Regions from separate parts of the Sus scrofa genome. Here regions 2 and 3 are each linked to region 1. A link is a contact called in public Hi-C and promoter capture Hi-C data. All regions are on one chromosome and are shown on one strand. Each heading gives the region's core, a stretch centred on a gene start, on an enhancer-like site or on the middle of the called end of the contact. The rest is flanking DNA. Distances are from core to core; before and after follow the strand shown.

The links. Promoter capture Hi-C pulls out the DNA fragments that hold promoters and counts their contacts. A called contact is a pair of places that touch in the nucleus more often than the background predicts.
Region 2: a contact with region 1 is called in a promoter capture Hi-C map of liver, with 2.9 times the contacts expected there. The contact joins the promoter of SCP2 here to the enhancer-like site in region 1. A contact is called at or near these places in 1 of 5 promoter capture datasets (liver), 2 of 47 Hi-C or Micro-C datasets (fetal liver and heart right ventricle) and 1 of 2 datasets of contacts at active chromatin or transcription factors (alveolar macrophages).
Region 3: a Hi-C map of liver shows a contact between it and region 1, with 3 times the contacts expected there. The contact joins two enhancer-like sites. A contact is called at or near these places in 1 of 5 promoter capture datasets (liver), 2 of 47 Hi-C or Micro-C datasets (both in liver) and 1 of 2 datasets of contacts at active chromatin or transcription factors (alveolar macrophages).

The regions. Positions count from the first base shown.
Region 1 is chr6:159,222,855-159,227,549 of Sscrofa11.1, forward strand. It overlaps SCP2 (sterol carrier protein 2), which reads right to left. Exons shown (of 22, transcript NM_001168415.1): 17 at 1,476-1,629. Among named protein-coding and RNA genes, the nearest start is that of PODN, 46 kb to the left of the region's middle. Within about 2 kb of position 1,632, at least 50 of the 83 cell types and tissues checked have an H3K27ac peak or open chromatin away from gene starts, as enhancers often do. A contact at or near this core is called in alveolar macrophages, fetal liver and liver, where this site is marked.
Region 2 is chr6:159,313,071-159,317,622 of Sscrofa11.1, forward strand. It overlaps SCP2 (sterol carrier protein 2), which reads right to left and starts at 1,915. Exons shown (of 22, transcript NM_001168415.1): 1 at 1,856-1,915. The coding sequence starts at 1,915.
Region 3 is chr6:159,127,485-159,132,181 of Sscrofa11.1, forward strand. SLC1A7 (excitatory amino acid transporter 5) reads left to right here. Exons shown (of 11, transcript XM_021096614.1): 3 at 4,346-4,561. Among named protein-coding and RNA genes, the nearest start is that of SLC1A7, 24 kb to the left of the region's middle. Within about 2 kb of position 2,232, at least 13 of the 83 cell types and tissues checked have an H3K27ac peak or open chromatin away from gene starts, as enhancers often do. A contact at or near this core is called in liver, where this site is marked.

The sequences.
Region 1 (4,695 bases), core at 382-2,881:
CTTTTACTGAGGATTTTCAACTCCAAATACGAACTAGGAATTTCAGAGGACAGTATAAAACTAATGAATCAGATTTAGGAGGAAACTTAAACTTCAACACCTTAACAGCTTTTTATTTGATCCAATTCAGGAAACAGAGGGGTGGGGAGGTCACAGTTTTTATCTCAAGGCTTTCACATAACAAATGGGATTTTTAAAAAAACCAATCTAGATGCACTACAACTAAACAGAAATCAGACAGGGACCCAAGAGTTACAAAGTGCTTTGGATATTCAAAGGGAGAAGCTACCTAAGATTGGTCTTAATAGGAAGACACAATTTTCACAACAGAATATTCCAGGCAGAGAAAGAAGACAGAAGAGACTCAAAAGCTTCTAAAACATGAGAATATAACGGATTCTGTTAAAAAAAAAAAAAAAGTGTGTCACATACCCTCTGTAGAACCAAAAGTGTGGAAAAAATGAAAAAATAATTACCAAGAATTCGGGGGGAAAAGGGAGCCAATCAGTGTTGCTAGCTACTGCAGGGTTAAAGACCAGAAAATAAAGGCCAGAGCACTTCATAATCAGATCACTGCTGGCCTCACCTGACCTCCGTGATGAGATAAGAAACTAAAGGCATTTCAAAATAGAAAAACAAAAGTGGTTCAATATAAAAGGTTCATCATGAAAGAGAATAATTAAGGTATTCTTAATCTTTATAATCAAAGTAGATTTCTAGAATACAGAAGACCTGAACACGTTTGCTGACAGAGGGAAAGGGGTCAATGAAAACGCAAAAACAGAAAGATTCAAAAGAGGGGTATACTTAACATGTGGAACAAAATTACAGAAAGTGGTTGGAAACAAAAGCATGCAAAGGAAAGGAAATGGGACTTTTTTTTTCCTCTGGGAAGGATGAGCACTTCTCTGAGAAGAGTAAGGAAGAGGAGGGATCCTGAAAGCCTTGGAAAAGAAAGTGGAGACTGGAGGAACACAGGCATTAGACAAGGGCAGGAAGAAAACCAACAAGAGACGAACAGGAAGGATTCTGGCAGCAGCGAGGGCTTCACTGGATTCAGAAACATCAATCTGCAGAGATGCAATCAGCATATTTGATGACTTTCTCCAAACAATCTCAGAGGCCATGGGGAGAAAGCAAATTGTGAGAAAGGAAACCAAAAAATGACTTGCCTAAATGAAAACTACTCAGGTTGGCAGGGCTGAGACAAGGACCCAGCCAGCTCCCGCGTCTAGTCCGCCACTCTTGCCTACGCTGCCTCCTTCATGAACAAAATTTTCCTAAGGCTGGTGACATTTAAAAGTTAACTGCCAGTTTTAAAGTGTTTAAGCCGTGCTACGACAGCCACGCAATGAGATACCTGTTCTTTGAGTACGAAGACAATAAAATTAGGACTTTTGGAAAACATGCACAACGCCATTAGTTGCGGAGAGTCAGAAGGATTCACTGCCATGCAAAACCAGAGTGCCACTTACCTGGCAGCTTCAGGAAAACCCATCCTGTACAGCGTGACAACCGCAGCTCCTCCAAGGCCCAAATTATGCTGCAGAGCAACCTTTGCACCAGGAACTTGCCTCTTCCCGGCTTCCCCTCTCAGCTGCCAGCAGAGTTCGGCGCACTGAGCCAGACCTAACAAATCGAACACAGAGCCGTCAGATCCCGTTGGTTTAGAAAGCGGCCCCAATCGGCTTTCTCAAGCCAGACGAGGGCTGCCAACTGTGGCTTTCAATTAAACCGTTTCATTCCGCCAAGACGAAATCTGCCTAGACAGGAACTTCTCCTACAAGCCTGGAGGGGTTTTGTAGTTAGTTACTTTTTCTTCCGCAGTAATCTCTGTATTTAGCCAATACTCAGGCTTAAGAAATTCCCTGTGCTCTTTAAATATATCCAACCTGGCATTTGGGGGGCAATGTTCAAAGCGAAAACGCTGAAGGTACAGTGCTCTGGCTCAGGCCGAATGGCCTAAAAATAATTTAATTCTTACCACTGTTAATGTATCAAAAGAAAACAATCTAGGATGTGGGAGTTGGCTTTCCCTAAAAATTTAGCTAGCACGAGGACTTTTCCTATTCTTCTCAAAGAATTCCTAGAAAGGATGAACTGAACTGTTTCCCAGATCTATTCACAGCTATTCACAAGAATAGCACTGGATTTAAAAAAAAAAAAAAAAAAAAGCATTTGTCCCCTGGATAATAAAAGCAGATTTTTAGAGCTGGAGAGAACTTAATAATGCTGAAACCGAGCCCCCCAAAACTGAAGTTACCTTACTGGGTTTATGATAAATTTCTCTATCCAAAACTTTATTCCCTTCCTTGTCTCCTGTGACCTCTATCCCTTTCTTGTCTCCTCATTCCTGTACTAACTGAATACTAATCAACCAGAGTCAGATGACTAAAACTGTTACTGTTGATAACATCCTACTATACAAAAATAGCTGTGTAGATATCATTAACCTTCAAATGCAGGTGGTTTTTCCAGGGCAAGATGAGCTCAGAGACCCCTGGAGCCATGGACCACCTGGCCAGAGACTCATAAACCACATTCTGACTCCCAAAATCAGATAAAGAAATGTCTCAGGACAATGATTAATTCCAGTTTCTTTGTTCTTTCTCTTTAAAACAGCCCTAACTCAAAGACCAAGAAGGAGTGAATCTGAAACTTGCCTCCGGCTCCCTTGCTTGGTGCCTTGCAAATAAACCCTTACTTTGCTGCAAACACCCACCATCCAAGTCTGGCACAGGAGCCCTTGCTTAGGTACAAAGTTAGCAGTGAGAAATGTAAGATTAAGTTATTTGTGAATGGTTACAAAGCAGGCTAATTCTAGAGTTGAGATTAAATACAAGCCTCCTAATTTACATTCTTTTTCTCTCTCACACTAGCTCTTCAAGGATAGCTAAGAACATTCTTTCAGGATAGACTGGTTTCAACATCCTGGAGGCAGAGCTACACAAGTCTGCCTACAATATCTGTTCTTCCACCCACATCCCCAACCATGAAACCTGATTCCCAAGTACCTGTGACAGCTTCCTATATAACCCCAACCTTCTCAAGAAATTTAACTGCCATTCCTCATTTCTAAGCAATATCTGTATATTTTTATAGAATATATAGTTAACACATTTTAAAAACAGGTAATTCCACATGACGTAATTTTTTTTTTTTTCTTTTTAGGGCCACATCCGAGGCACATGGAGGTTCCCAGGCTAGGGGTCAGATTGGAGCTGTAGCCACACCTATGCCACAGCCACGGCAATGCAGGATCCGAGCTGCATCTATGACCTACACCACAGCTCACGGCAACACCGGATCCTTAACCCACTGAGCGAGGCCAGGGATCAAACCTGTGTCCTCATGGATACTAGTCAGATTTGTTAACTGCTGAGCCATGACAGGAACTCCATGTAATGATTTTTTTTTTTTTTTTGTCTTTTGTCTTTTTAGGGCCCCTCCCACGGCATATGGAGGTTCCCAGGCTAGGGGTCTAATCAGAGCTGTAGCCACCAGCTTACTCCACAGCTCACAGCAATGCCAGATCCTTAACCCACTGAGTGAGGCCAGAGATTGAACCCGCAACCTCATGGTTCCTAGTCGGAACGTTTCCGCTGCACCACAATGGGAACTCCTCCATGTAATGATTTTTTGAATTGTGAACATTCAGAATATTAAGGTCAAAGTGAATAAATAATTCTACTAATATATCCAAACTCTGGGGCAATCAATTCTACTTGAAATCTGCCATCTAAAACATTTACAAATGCACAAAAAAAGGGCAAAAAAAAGTATTCACACTGGTCCTATACATACATGGGGGAAATAGGGCTACTTACCTCCCAAAAGAATAAATATACATAGTATACAAATATTTGGGAAAAAACACTCAACTTCCCCTTGATCAAATAGAAAGATACTGTTTTAACCAATCAAATTGGTCAGGATGTTTAAAAATGGAACGAATCAATGCTAGGGAGACTATGACAAGACAGCCACCTTTATACAGTACAGATGAAAGTTCAAACTAGTATAACCTTTTGGGAAAGCAATGTACAAAATCATTAAGAGCATTTAAATTGCCTTGAAAAGCTTTCTATAAAAATAATCAAACATAGGAAAAGTCTTATACACAAAGCTATGTGTCCATCACATTGTTAGAACAGGGAAAAACCAGATACTCTACAAGTGAAATAACTGGGGAATTTTTATATAAAGAATGATCTATTCATATGAAGCACTATATCTCTATTTTAAAGATGTTTACAAAAATGTTAACAATTTAGGAAAATGAATATGATATAATCTCAGTTTAAAAAATGCAAAGAACCAATTAGATATTCATCTACCCATCCATCCAACAATGTTTTTTTTTTTTAGGGGCGCACTCATGGCATATGGAGGTTCCCGGGCTAGGAGTCAAATCAGAGCTATAGCCGCCAGCCTGTGCCACAGCCATAGCAACACGGGATCCAATGACGGCAACTGCCGGATCCTTAACCCACTGAGCAGGCCAGGGATTGAACCTGGGTCCTCATGGATACTAGTCAGATTCGTTTCCACTGAACTCCCATCCAACACATATTTACTGACTGCCTATCATGTGTTGACACTGCTCAAGACTCAGAAGATCTAATAAACAAGATAGGCATTGAAAGGAACCCTGCCTGCCTAAGGAATAGAAAATTAAGTGAAGGAGGCTAGAGA
Region 2 (4,552 bases), core at 665-3,164, 90 kb after region 1:
AATCCGACCAGTTTCGACCTACAAACAGTGCTTAAAGTATAATCTACTAAGCTCCCTCTTTTTTCATTAACCCCTGCGCCACGACGGGAACGCCCTAAGCTCCTCTTCATTAAACCCTCTTCCAAGTTCCAAAAGATCAAAATCCAGAGGGAAGTACACTCACTGGTCTAGTAAGCACATCAAGAAAGCTACTCTCCCTACTCCCAATTTCCTCCCTGAAAATTGTTAACTAACACCTCCCACACCTCCACCTCCCAACTTGAGGAAAAATAAAAATATCTATTTCCCAAAGAGTTAGAAAACTCAGTGCTTTTCTACACAGACAATATAACCAGGCATTTAACAGCCCATGGTGGAGGATATGACTGCATCAATACACTTTAAAAGGTCTTACTGTCCACCTATACCAGAAGCCCCATCTCCCACGACAATCGGATGATCTCCAAGTGTCTACTTCATAATGTATTACTTGAAAAATAAATAAATAAATTAGTTCCCGTTGTGGCTCAGTGGTTAACGAATCCGACTGGGAACCATGAGGTTGTGGGTTCGATGCCTGGCCTCGCTCAGTGGGTTAAGGATCCAGCACTGCCATGAGCTGTGGTGTAGGTCACAGACTCGAGGTTCGGCTCTGGCGTTGCTATGGCTCTGGTGTAGGCCGGTGGCTACAGCTTCGATTCAACCCCTAGCCTGGGAACCTCCATATGCCGCGGGTGTGGGCCTAAAAAGACAAAAAGAGAGGGAAAAAAAAAGGTATTACTTGAGTTATCTATTTATATGTTTTGATTGCTGTGTGTACTCTCAGCCCACTGGGTAAGATAATAAAAGCCTAAGCCTTTTTCCTCAGAAAGAGAACTTCTTCTAGGAACTCTCTTTCAGAAAGCATATCCATTTAATATTTGTTTAACTAACATTCACTGAGGGTCTTCGGGCACGAGGCATTTTCAAGGTGCTAGAGGTATAGCAATGAATTAGGCAAGGTACACTCACTTGGAAGATCTGACATGCTAATATAGGCATATAAATGGAATTTCAGTATAAAATAGGAAGTACTAAGACAGAGGTAAGTACAGAGCTCTGTGGGAAAGTCAGGAGGATCAGAGGCTTCTTGGAGAAGATCTGAATTAATCTTTTAAAAATGCGAATAAGTGAACCAAGTGAAGACAAGTAGTGAAAACAATAGAAAGCAAAGCATCCGAGGCATAAAAAATGTGTGGTGCGAAAAAGGCGGTTTGGCGTTATTGGAGAACAGGGCTGGTGCGGGTGCCAAGAACTGAGACGGTAAGGGGAGCCTCTGGCCTCCTGAATACCACGCCGTGCACCCCCTGAGAAACACAAAGGTTAGAAGATCCAGAAAACCCGCCACGCGTGGCGAGACGCGGAGCATCACTCACGCCTCTCCTTCTCATCCACACTTGGAACAGGCCCTGAGAAGGGACCCACAGGGAATATTCATGGAAGTGCAAACTGGCGACCTGCTCTCCTTTCGGGTGTCAAGCGGGCCTTGCCACAATCAAAGATCCACAAACCTTACGATTCCACTCAGATTCAAAGGTGCTACGGACTTTGGGTTATCTCGGGGATCCTTCACAAACAGCGACATCCAGGGAGGAAAAGGAACGGAGGAACGTACGGCCAAAGGAACAAGCCTGCGACATTACGATCCTGCAAAGTCAGCTTACATCACAACCCATCTCACAACCTACCCGAGTCGCCACTCTGTCGCCCCCAGGGCCAAGGCCAAGGCCGAGCTGGGCGATGGGGTGCCCAGGGCGCCCTCCGGGTAGGCAGGACCGACTGACACAACGCCAAGCCCCGATATGCCCACCTGCGGGGGTCCCACTGCTCTGTTTACCTTGGTCATGCCGACCCCCACCACAAATACACGGCGGGGCAGAGACGTGGCCAAAGGCATAGCTCAAACGGTTCCAGGTACAGGATGGCACAGCGAATGTCACACAGCCTGCCCGACTCGGTCGCAGGCTGACAGCGCCTACGCCCCCAGCGCTTAAGTAGCAGTGCACCGGAAGCAGGTAGGCGCCGTGCGCCTGCGCGGGGACGGGGGCGGGGCCTGCTCCTTTGAGGGCGGGGAGTGTTAAGGGAACCCGCGGTGGGCAAGCGCTAAGCTTAGCTGGAGTTCACCGTTGGGGTGGGGGTGGGGGTGGGGGTGGGGGCCTGCGCTTTGCCGGAGACGTCCTTAGCCCCGGGAGGGGAATTGAACCAAGTGGACCCTCAGATCACAGGCGGTTTTTATTATTTTTCAAAAGGCCTAAAAGATAATGTATATTTACATACGCCATGCCACCCTTAATAAAAATCACCATAGGTTCAAAACACCCACATCCGGAGCCCACACTACTGAATCAGAGTCCCCTGGGGGGGTAGAGCCTAGGCATCAATATTTAGAAAGTATCCCCCAGGTGATTCTAAAGAGCCTCCCTGGCCTAGGCAGCAAAGAATGGGTCTACTTAGTAAAATCTCCAGCTAATCAGAGAAGGGGAGAAGAATACCCCCTTTCCACTTTCCCTACCTGTCCCTGGAGCCTAGCTGAAGGTGTTGCGGAAACCGCAAAAACTGTGGCAACGGAAGGAGACAAACAGCACTCGGAGATATGGAAAAGCAAGGTTTATTCAGCACCGGTGCGGGCTCAGAGGAGTCACCTCCAGAGTCTGAGCACCAGGTCTTTGTTCTCAGTAACTTTTATACACTACAAGGTCTTGATTTTCCCATGTAAGCATCCCGGACCTCCCCCATCCCCAAGCAGACAGTGTCCCTCCCTAAGAAACTGAGCAAGCAAGGTTACAGAAGCAGAACTGATAAGCAATGCTGGGTACCTGATTAGCAGGGCTGCTGGCTTGGACAGAGAGCACACAGTTGTTACATTATTACGAGAAGGGTGGCATAATGATTAGCCAGCTGGAAAGGCTTTAGCTGTCTTGGCCAAGGGGGGGGTTGTTCTTTAATTAAAGCTCCATTTCATTCCCCCTCTTGATGTTCAGGGCGCATCTGCACCCTTTACACATCATCATCAGGCATAACCCTTTGGTAGCCTCTAATAAGTAGCAGGTGGGAGGCTGTTTTTCTTTCAACCATGGTCTTTATAAAACATTTTACAATATTTATCAGGAGAAGTACAAGGCAGGGAACAAGTAGGCACCCTGCGAGTATAACCATGACTATTCCGACCATTGTCTTAATTCCTCCCAACCAAGAGAACCATTTACCAAAGAGACTGTCTGCATCCCATCCTTTCCAAGTTTGTACAGGTACATGGGCTAGTTTAGTCATGCGGTCAGCAATTTCTTCTACCACCTTTCCGGTGTCATCTATTTGTAGACAGCAATTACTTAAGTTAAATTTTCCACAAACCCCTCCTTCAGAAGCAAATAATCCAAGGCCAAGCGATTTTGGTAGATTGCACTGTACATTTTAGTTTGTTGTTGGGCCAATATAGTCAAGGCCCTTGCAGTGTCATTTGTTATAAGTTCCAAAACCGCCTGTAGTCTGATGATGCGGTTCAGCATATAGATAGGGGTGCGATATCCCCAAGAGCCATCCTCTGCCCAGGTGGCAGGTTCATAATATTGAATTATCCGTTCTGGGGGCCATTTATCATCTTTCCACTCTCCAATTTGGAGAGCCCTCCGGTCTCTCTGGGCACCCTGTGCCCTATATATAGGAACTCCCAGTTGCTCTCCTAGTGACAGTGGGAGCAGGAAGAAGGAAGGTCTGATTGTTCCCAGTACACATGCCCCAGCCCAAGTTGGGGGGAGTATGGAATAGGCCATTTTTCCACAAATCCAATATAATCCCTTTGGTGGCTGCCACTGGATATTAGTACTGATATCTTCCCATGCTTGTCGAAGGTGGGAAAAGTTAGACAAGGGATTAGGCTTGGGCTCTGAGCGATTAGAGGATGACCACCATTGAGTCTTTTGGGCAGTCAGATCATAATACCTTCGGCCTTATAATCATGTTAGGCTTCCAACTGAAACATTAAACCGTCCTCCCCGCCTCGCAAGACAATTTCTCCCTATAATAGCAGTTCTGAGGAGCCATACCCCATTGGTGAGTTGGGGGTATGCAGTCTCATTAGGAGGCTCTAATGGGTCCAGCTCTCTGGCTTGCCAAGGCCAGTGGTCTCCTGTGTTTGTTCCCCCGCATACATAACAAGAGGAGACCTTGAGAGTTTGTGTAATAGTTTCTGTCAGGGCTAAGAACAAGTTCGTAGTTGTGGCCGGAATGGGAGGTGGGGTGTTTCTTATCTCTTCATAAAAGGAATGAAAGATGCTGTGAGAGGCAGCTTGGAGCGCAAATGTGATTCTCTGGAAATGTAACACAGCTCCAGGGTCAAAGCCTCTTCCGTCAATGCGAATGTTTATTTTGAAACCCTCCTTCCATTTGGGCTCACAGGCAACCGATTCCTCAAGCTTCAGCCGTGCGTTGACTGACCAGCTTCCGGTGTGGTCAGAGCAGGGCTTTGAGATCGTCGTCTCCTTCTCTGCATTGTCAGGCGAAGAGGTCTCTCCGGATGGAGGGCAGTCTCCCACTC
Region 3 (4,697 bases), core at 982-3,481, 95 kb before region 1:
ACTTGAGGGGCTGTGTTTTTCTTCATACAAATAAGCCAAGCTCGTTCTAGAAATAAGCAAGAATGTGGAACACTTAAAACAAAATGACCAGAATTTCCATCGTGGTTCAGTGGTTAACGAACCCAACGAGTATTCCTGAGGACTTGAGTTCGATGCCTGGCCTTGCTCAGTGGGTTAAGGATCCGGCATTGCCTTGAGCTGTGGTGTAGGTTGCAGATGCGGCTCGGATCCTGGGTTGCTGTGGCTGTGGTGTAGGCTGGTGGCTACAGCTCCAATTTGACCCCTAGCCTGGGAACCTCCATATGCCACAGTGCGGCCCTAAAAAGACAAAAAACAAAGTAAATAAATAAAACAAAATTACCCATAACCCCGCCACCCAAAGACAGCCACGTTGAAACTTTTTCTAGTTGTTTAGCTGTGCAGGTCCATGCGACATGACGCTCCCTGCAGAACCCCCCCACCCCGCCCCAAACCCCGGCTTGTAGTTTCTCCGAAAGATCCCTTTAACAGCTTTGCCCCAAAGTCTGGAGCCCCATTAGCCAAATGGCAGGGCCTTGAACTTCCTTTCCTGTTCTTTGAGCTCTGGGAGTAGCTGCTGTCTCCCGTGGAGTCCAGGCCCTCTCCACACTTAGCTCCCGTCCTCCTCGGCCTCTGCCATCACCCGCAATCATGCTGGCACAGCTGGCACCAGTCTGGAGAGGTCTGCCTCTGTCAGCTGTTGCCAGGGGTCTCCTTCCTCCACCCCACCACCCAGGGCTCCCACGTCTGCTGCTCACCTCTCAGCCAGTAGGAAAAGGCTTTCCACTTTGGGGACAGGGAGTGAGGTTCCAGAGTAGATGCAGGGGTCCCGATGATGGAACTCTGTCTGGTTTATCCACGGGCCTCTCCATTCCACAGCCCCTGTGCCACGTGACCTAACCCTCCCTGCAGACCCCCCCACCCCACCCCCCGGCTCTATCCAGAACCCACACTCCTGCCCTTACCGCGTCCAGGCTGTCCCTGAGTTGGCACTGCCCCCGTATTAGACCTCTTCTTCCTCGAGGTGGCCTTCTCAGGGGCCCTTTGCCCCTTCCTGAGATCTGATTTCCACCTGCACCCGTCTCCTGCACCGTCTGTCAAGCACCTCTGAGGTCATCTGGACACAAACCTATGGGGGTCTGTGTCACCGTGGCTCCAGGGCTCCGGGCAGAGCTGCAAACCATCTGCGCCTTGGTTTCTCCACTTAAATAGGAACATCTTGCCAGTGACGCATCCCTTCTTTTTTGTTGAGTATTTAACTGCAATATGTCTCTTTTTTAATTTTTTTTTACTTTTTTTTTAGGGCCACATCCGAGGCATATGGAGGTTCCCAGGCTAGAGGTCGAATTGGAGCTGTTGCTGCCGGCCTACAGCACAGCCACAGCAACACCAGATCCGAGCCGCGTCTTTGACCTGCACCACAGCTCACGGCAATGCCAGATCCTTAACCCACTGAGCGGGGCCAGGGATCGAACCTGCAACCTCGTGGTTCCTAGTCGGATTCGTTAACCAGTGAGCCACGACGGGAACTCCTATGCTGCAACTTTTCGTCTAATCTACGTTGATGTTTTAAATTGGTGCCAGGTTTTTCCTCTGCATCTACCATTTCAGTGACCTCCCTGTGTGTTTTGTTTATTTTGATATTCTGAGATCCTAAGGAATGCTAAGTTCTTCCTTCTCAGACATCAGCAAATTCTTCTACGTGGGTTGTGTTGGACCCCACTCTGCCCTGGATGCCCCCCCCGGCCTGGCTCGCAGGGCCGCATTCCACTCCTGAGCTCAGTCTATCTTTGCTGCCCCACATGTGACTGAACCTCAAACATGACCTGACTCTGACCTCATTAAACAGCACAATGTCCCCTCACTTTCCAGCCTCTCAGCCTCCCTGCTGGCTTCTGGTGCCCCACTGCCTAGCACAGCTGCCCCTTCCAAATCCTCCTCATCATTCGAGAACCAACCCAAATGCCCCCTCCTCCAGGTAGCCCTCCCTGATTCTCCGGACTAGAAGCCATCCCTCGCTCCTCTGAATAAAGAGAGCATGGCCTTGTCCCCTGTCTAGGGGTACTGATGCATCTGCCCTCTCCACAGCTTACTTGAGTCCACTGCTGTCCTGTGGGCTTTGTCTTTCTCCCCCACCACCCCCTGCCAGACCAGGAGCTGCTTGAGGTTGAGGACTGGTTTTGATCTCTGTCTTGTGGGCACAGGGCATGGCGCAGAGCCAGGGGCTAAATTACTGAGTAACTACATGGATGAAAGAGGACAGGCCTGGAGCTGGGGACTGAGTTCTGGTCCAGCCGGGCACCAGGGTCCTGAATGACCTTGGGCAGGGCCTCCTCTCGGGGCCGGGGCCTCCCTGTAGCCTGAGGTCATGGAACGTGGCTGTGGGGGCTTCTGTCGTGGTCAGAGGGCTGTTTGGCCCTGGGCTGATTTGCTGGCCCTGGTCGGGGGATGATTTCTTGTGGATAATGTTTCCGTGTGCCCCCCATTTCCCCTGGTCACGCAATCTCATTATGAGCCCTTCAGGATTTTTATCTAAGACCTACCCTAAGCCCGTCCCTAACATATGGTGTCCTGGCAGACAGGGATGAATGGAAAGTGAGGGGACATCGACTCATTCATTCATTCACTCCTTCCTTCTGCAAACTACACTCCAGTGGGGACCCCAGCCTGGCTCTGTGAGCCCAGCCCTGAATCAGACTCCGCCCCAGCCCCGAAGGCGCTTCCAGTAAATAGTCACCAGCTCAGTGAGGAGGGGCTGGGACAGAGGGCAGCACAGGGGTTGCGGGAGCCCAGAGAAGGGGCCTTACCCCTGCCTGGTGGTCAGGGGAGGCTTCCTGGAGGAGGGGACCCTTAAACTGTGTCTTCAAAGAGGCGTGAGGCTTTGCAACAGCAAGCGGGGGAGAGCAGGGCGCTCACAGGCAGCGGGTGCAGCAGGGCTGGGGGGAGGGTTAGGGAGAGGCTTTTGGGGCTCAGCCCTGATGCTAGAGCTGCCTGCTGTGGCCTTATGATTAAGAGGAGGGGGGATTATCTGCTCTTGTTTACATGATTAAAACCAGACAAATGACAAATACTTCCTTTATCTGAAAGAATGAAAGGGCTTTGGGGAAAAAAGGCTTTTGGCAGCAAAGCAAAGTGAAAGTATCTCCTTAATGACTCTCTCACTCCCCACCCCGCCCCGCTGGTCCAGGGCTGACCAGCTCAGTGGGCAGAGAGCCGGGGTCAGGGCAGGCAGAGGTGCAGAGGAGCCCAGAGGAAACTCACAAGCCCCTCCATACACCCCCCCACCAGGGGAACCTGGGCCCTGGCACTAACCCACGATGGCCACAGGGTGGCACCCCTCGGGGGAAAAAGCTAACCACGGCCCCATTTTATAGATGGGGATCCTGAGGCCCAGAGATGAGGGAGTGACTTGCTGGCCCGAGGTGACATAGCCAAGGGGCAGAGCTGGGACGAGGACCCAGGGCACTCGGTCGCTCACTCTTACTCATTAGCTCATTCAGAAGCCCCAGTAACCATGCCGAAGGCTGCCGCCGGAGCTCACACGGGGCACTGGGGACCCACAGAGAAGCCCTTTTTCTCACATGTCCTCAGTCTGATGAGAGAGACAGATGGTGACAATGACAACCAGGGTCATGACAGAGAGAAGGCCAGGGTTGTGGGACCCCAGGATAGGCTCCTAACTCTGTGGGAGAGGCAGGTAGTCCAAAAAGATTTCGCCAAAGAGATGGCACGGAGCTTGGTCTTACCTGCTGGGTAGGCGCTGGGCAAGGAAGGGAGCTGCTAAGAGGACACCGCGGAGTTCCCTTCGTGGTGCAGTGGAAATGAATCCGACTAGGAACCACGAGGTTGTGCGTTCGATCCCTGGCCTTGCTCAGTGGGTTGAGGATCCAGCGTTGCCGTGAGCTGTGCTGTAGGTCACAGACGTGGCTCGGATCCCGTGTTACTGTGGCTGGGGTGTAGGCGGGTGGCTACAGCTCTGATTAGACCCCTAGCCTGGGAATCTCCATATGCCGCAGGAGCGGCCCCAGAAAAGGCAAAAAGACTAAAAAAAAAAAAGAAAAGAAAGAAAGAAAGAAAAAGGAAAAAAAGAGGACACCGGACAAGGGAAGAGGACGGGGAAGGACTAGAGGTGTGAACGGACGTGGCCGAGGATGCTGGGCAAGGCGGAGGGGCGGAGCGGCGAGAGGCTGGGGGCGGGGGGTCCCCAGACCCACACACTCCCTGGAGTGCTGTGAGGGTGCTGGGCAGAGCCAGGAGGGGTCACCGTGGGCACATCTGGGTGCCTAGCCTGCCCAGCCTCAGACGCTGACCCGCATCGCTCTCCCAGCTTGATGTCCGGCCTCGCCTCCCTGGATGCCAAGACCTCCAGCCGCCTGGGCATCCTCACTGTGGCGTACTACCTGTGGACCACCTTCGTGGCAGTCATCGTGGGCATCGTCATGGTCTCCATCATCCACCCGGGTGGCGCGGCCCAGAAGGAGACAACGGGGCAGAGTGGGAAGCCCATCATGAGCTCAGCCGACCCCCTGCTGGACCTCATTCGGTAACCCTCACCCTGTTTGGAAATGCTTGCCATCCCACCCCCCAACGGGCTGGGGCTGCTGTTGACGCCACAGGCCCTGCCTGACGTGTCAGTGGGGGCGGGGGGACGGGGTGGCGTGGGGATGGGGCGCTCAGGG